Linked DNA regions of Gossypium hirsutum: region 1 is linked to region 2. A link is a contact called in public Hi-C data. All regions are on one chromosome and are shown on one strand. Each heading gives the region's core, a stretch centred on a gene start, on an enhancer-like site or on the middle of the called end of the contact. The rest is flanking DNA. Distances are from core to core; before and after follow the strand shown. Region 1 holds the start of LOC107954750 (indole-3-glycerol phosphate synthase, chloroplastic). Region 2 holds the start of LOC107956169.

The links. A called contact is a pair of places that touch in the nucleus more often than the background predicts.
Region 1: a contact with region 2 is called in a Hi-C map of leaf, with 2.3 times the contacts expected there. The contact joins the promoter of LOC107954750 here to the promoter of LOC107956169 in region 2. A contact is called at or near these places in 3 of 34 Hi-C or Micro-C datasets (anther and leaf).

The regions. Positions count from the first base shown.
Region 1 is chrD07:35,033,900-35,036,612 of Gossypium_hirsutum_v2.1, forward strand. It overlaps LOC107954750 (indole-3-glycerol phosphate synthase, chloroplastic), which reads right to left and starts at 1,276. Exons shown (of 10, transcript XM_016890406.2): 1 at 998-1,276; 2 at 680-922; 3 at 391-567. The coding sequence starts at 1,144.
Region 2 is chrD07:34,632,878-34,635,577 of Gossypium_hirsutum_v2.1, forward strand. LOC107956169 reads right to left here and starts at 1,404. Exons shown (of 1, transcript XM_016891900.2): 1 at 1-1,404. The coding sequence starts at 1,030. LOC121219064 (a long non-coding RNA gene) reads left to right here and starts at 1,969. Exons shown (of 4, transcript XR_005915653.1): 1 at 1,969-2,671.

The sequences.
Region 1 (2,713 bases), core at 26-2,525, 400 kb after region 2:
AATCTTATAGAGTATCTATACTTGTATTATCTTATAAACCATGCAGGAGGTAGAAAGCTGACAAATGTTTATTGAATAATATCTGATTAATTCATTAATAACATCATAAATATACCAGATGGTGTTTATAAATTCTAACCCTCAAACCTCACTAGCGGGTTTTCATCCGCAGGACATTTTATGAGTCCTCCAATCTCGTTGAGAGAAGAACCTCAATTTTATGACAAATCCAGTCAAATTTTCGTATCAAAATTTCTAGTATCATAAACGCCGTTAGATGAATGATAAATGTACCATTAGATATATTTATTTATAAAAATAAGTATATTATTAAATTAGGATAATTTTCTTCCAAAAAGTATGGACTAGAAATAAAGAAAGGTACTTAACTGGGTCAAAATTCTCTCTGAGAATTCCTCTGCTAGGCGAAGCCTTCTTAACTTCAGCAATTAAACCAGGCAATCCAGTCTGCAAATGTGCCGCTTTAAGAGACCCGACGAAATCTCTAGTTGGAGGTGAATTCTCGATAACCTTCTTCAATGAAAGCAAAGGCTTCTTCTCTTTCATCTGCCAAACCCAAAAAATCATTATATCACCATACAGTTACAAAAAAAAAAAAAGCAAAGACGAATACCTTGACCTAATTAAAATTGTAAAAATTAAAATTAAAAAAATTTACTTGGGAAACTTCCACATCTTTGTGCCAAACTATTTCTTCAAGAATGTTACGAGGAGTGTTTCCCTCATTCTGTAAACGGAATTCGAAGGGACCCACGTAATGCAAAGGCGGACCCGACGGTGGACGCCGCCGTATTCTAATCCCTTGACTCGCTGCGACTTCGTTTTGCAACATTCCAACTTCCCATTCCTTTACCTTCAAAGAATCTTCCTCGTCTTCTTTTCGCGGAAATATCGTCCCCGACTACACACAAATTTTATTTTAGAAAGAAGAGTATTAGATTCAATGTATGTAAGTAAAATGATTATTATTAATAACCTGTTGAGCTCGAATGGAGGGAAAATGGAATCGCCGATGCTGAAGGTCCATTGAGCGTCTGAGGAAGAAATTAGGTCGCTGATTAGGGGAAGGAATAGATTGAAAGGAAATTCCAGGAGCTGTTTTCATTGAAACTAATCCCTCCATTTTTGCAATTGATGGAAACCCTAGCTCCTGCACTTAGATTTTATACACTTTTTACAGTCGAAGTGGGGAACATGAAAGATATATTTGGTATGTATAAATGGTAATTTCTCCAAGATTTTTGTTTATTTTTTTTCTAATAAAGATTTTTGTTTCCTTTTATTATTAATTTCGTCGTTTTACCTGAATGTGTTTTTTTTGGCAATTTACCATTAAAAGCTTATTTTTTTAAATTTATTGAAATGGGCCTGATATTTTATTATCTACTGGAATAGGTCCTTTTCCCCCTAAAGCGCGTCCACGTCAACGCAAAGTCAGGGAACGTGTCAGCAAATCGCGTCCACGTCAGCGCGCTGTGCTGACATGGCAACAAATCGCGTCCACGTAAGCGCGATTTGTATCCACGTCAGCAAATTACGCTGACGTGGACGCGATTTGATGTCACGTAGCGCGCCCTTGGGGACGCGATTTCCCCACGCGTGAACAGTGCAATGATATTTTTTTTACCGTTGCCCCCCCTAACGGTCAAAAAAAAATCTATAAATACCCCCACCCTTTATTTTTTCACAAACTAATTATTTTCTCAATTTGCTCTCAATTTGCTCTCAAATTCCTTCCAAATTTCTCTCAAATCTATATTTAATCTCAATTTGCTCTCAATTTCCTCTTAAATCCCTATTTTTAAATATTTTTAAATTTTTTTTTAAATCGTAAAAATTTATACGATTTCAGCAATGGCCTGAAAATTGACTCGTCTTAATAAGCAGCACATATCCGTCGAGTAAATGAAAATGGTAAGTGTTAAATTTAATTTTTAAATATTATTTAAGATTTTTTTATTTATGCATTTTTAGATAATTATTAATTTATTATTTGTTATAAAAGTCTGTAGATCGGATATTGGAATGCTATATCCGGAATATGCATGCTCCTCTATCACCGTTGGTAGAGAACTACTTGCGGGAAGTGGGTTTTTGGCACGTGGCGACGGCAGGTCGGGGATGCAAGTTAGACCCAAAACTTATCAGTGCGTTGATCGAGAGGTGGAGACCGGAGACGCACACATTCCATCTTCCATGTGGAGAGTGCACTATCACTTTGGAAGATGTCAGTCTGCAATTGGGATTGTCGGTGGACGGGTACCCAGTTACCGGGTCTGTCCAATCTACCGATTGGGGAGTGGTGTGCTACGAGCTTTTGGGTGCTATTCTAGAGAAAATGGACGGAGGTCGGATAGAGATAAGCTAGTTACGAGACACATCCCCGGATCCGGATGATGATTCAACCGAAGTAGAAAGAATTTGATATGCTCGGGCATACATTCTTCAGATAATTTGAGGTTATTTGATGCCGGACTTGTCACGGAGCCGCGTACATCTAAGATGACTACTGAAACTCGTTGATTTTAGAGCAGCTAGTAAATTGAGTTGGGGGTCTGCCGTCTTGGCAGCATTATATCGGGAGATCTGTGGGGCGACGCGACTGAGTAAAGAAAAATCGGAGGTTGCCTGTCACTACTACAGTCATGGGCACGGTTTCGCTTTCCATTTCTACGTCCTTGAGTGGACCACC
Region 2 (2,700 bases), core at 154-2,653:
AAAACTGCTCGTGATCCAAAACTGATGCGGCCTCCTTCAGATGCTCAAAATCAAAGTAAAACCTGAAATCCTTCCCTTCCTCATCCTGATTTGAGGAAGTATAAATTGAAGATAAACAAAGTTTCAAATCCATAACCAAAGTCCGATTCAAATATTGCGCTTCACCCAATGCACACAAGAAGCTCCACAAGTAATGGTTCATGCTCTTGCACCTATCTCCACCACCCACATAAATCAAATACTTCCCACGACTAAATGCATTTTCAGACTCGACCACTGGAAGCAAATCATTCACTGTTTCCCCAACAACAGGCAAAGCCGCAACAACTTGCTCCTGCCTACCAGATGTCTTCTCAAATCCAGGCTTTTGATTCTTATTCTTCCTCTTCCTTGCATTCACACCTGAATGATAATCCCCAATGCTCAACACACTAAGTGTACAATTCTCAGATCTATTAATCACAAACCGCCTATAATCCTTATAAAAAGCAGCTGTCTTCCCTTCCTTAGGCCTAAACCGCCAGGCCATATCACAAGTATTCTCCTCAGGCCCTGGTGCTGGCTTTCCAAACCGATAAAAATGTATATCCTTAAAACGCTCAATAGCCTCCTTCATCATCAAATGGAACACTTCTGGGTCCCTACAATTAAGTGGTTTTCTCGGATCACCCTCGCATTCGGATGAACTAGTTTGGTCAGTACGCTCCTCCTTGATTTCTACTACATCCGTCACATTGATAAAAGTGGCAAATGCAGTCTGGTTGGCGGCCATAAAGTCCTCTCCGGTTTTAACAACCGTGTTATCCGATTGGAAGGTGGCATTTGATGTGGACGTGAGGAAAGTCGTGAGCTTGGTGGAAGGGTGGAAAAGAGGGTCCTCAGGCTCATAAGTAGCAGCTATAATGGTGAAAACTAGGACACCAATTACAAATATAGTGAAACAAAGATTGCCAATCATATGCAAAGCATTTTGTCCTAGATTCTCAGGCCTAAAGCTTCCAGTTCTAGATAACCCAGGACGACCCAACATCCTGAATGAGCTAAAATGACCTTACAATAAACTAAATCTAGTTATTAAGGAAAAAGCAAAAGAACCCAAACTACTAAAATTCAAGAATTCAGCAATAAGATCAAGGCTCTACAGATCTGGGGTTCATAGATCTTGAAACTCAAAAAGCGGCAAGCAATCTAAAGAACTTGACTTACCTTTCTGAAGGTGAGGCCAAAAGCAAAGAGAAGATGCAGTGATGAAATTGAAAATCAGATTTCCTCTCTCTCATACAGTTAATGGGACAGAGGAGTTCGAGCTGGGGCTTAGTAAGATTTGCACTCAGTTTCTGCAACTTTATTTTATTTTGTTCTTTTTTTTTCCTTTAAATTTGCCCCAGTCAGAAAGAGTAGATAGGGATGATTCATTAAACTACAACGGAGAGGGAATACTCTGAGCATGGAGCGCATTGCGCACTTGATCATGATGGTTACACGTGGATTGTAAGATTATGTCGACGGCTAAGATATGTGGGCAGGCGAAGTAATTTAATTGTATTTTTTGGGTTACAGTTGACGCTTGAGATATTCACCGACAAAGCGTAACATATAATTTAAAACTTTTTTATTTAGTATAAAAAAATTATTATTTAAATTTTTTAATTTACATTATTTTTCGATTCATCTTAAAAATGAAAAATAATTAATATGGCATACTGTCATAAGTTAATAGACATTAATTTTTCATTTATTTTTAGGTGATTTAACAAATAATATAAATTTAAATGTTAAAAAAATAAAATATTAAATAAAAAATTATTTTTTTGTAAAATTGAAAGATTAAATAAATTATTATATATATTTTTTACAACACCACTAGCTAGAAAATGATAGATAGGTAAAATGTTATAAAAACCTTAAAACTTTTGTTGTGTTTTTTTAGTATAATTTAATCAATTTTTAAGGATATATAAAATATTTTGATGTTGTATTAATTTTAAAATTTTTAACTTTATACCCAAATTTTTAACAGTGTATAATATAAAAGCTTATAAACCTCTAATCAGTTTTCGATTTACTCCGTTGAATCATTACACTATTCACATTATATAGATTTTGATAGAATATATAAACATAACGTGAGAATAGGTTTTTACTAACGAAGTTGGCTAAATTAGGCTTAAAAGCGGATTTTTTTAATTAAGTTTTTAAGTCATTTTTAATATAGGGAAATAGACCATTTTAAAAGGGAGAAAGGGAAAACATGTTCGATTGGGCATGCCTTTTATATAGGTGGAAGAAAAGTTCATCTAGCTGAGCACGCTTTCCTACCACCTGTACAGAAAGCTCACCTAATTCAACACGCTTTCCATCAACGTTCATATGACTGTTGCCCTTGCAACGGTAAAAAAAAATTAAAAGGGCCAACGGTGAAATTTTTTACCTATAAATGCCCCCAAAATAATTTTTTTTCACTTAGATCCTATTCTGAATTCTTTCTAATCTCTTAACTCTCTCAATTTTCTAAGTTTTTGTTCAAAATTTTTCGATATTCTCGTGTTAAAATATTAGTTTTTTCTTTAAATTATCTTGTATTTGATTTGTTTGGATTAAGTTTTCACGAATGACAACCTCTCTAATTCGTTTCGACAATAAGCACATTTTCGCCGCTCAAGCAATAATGGTAAAATGAAAATTTAATTTTCATTATTT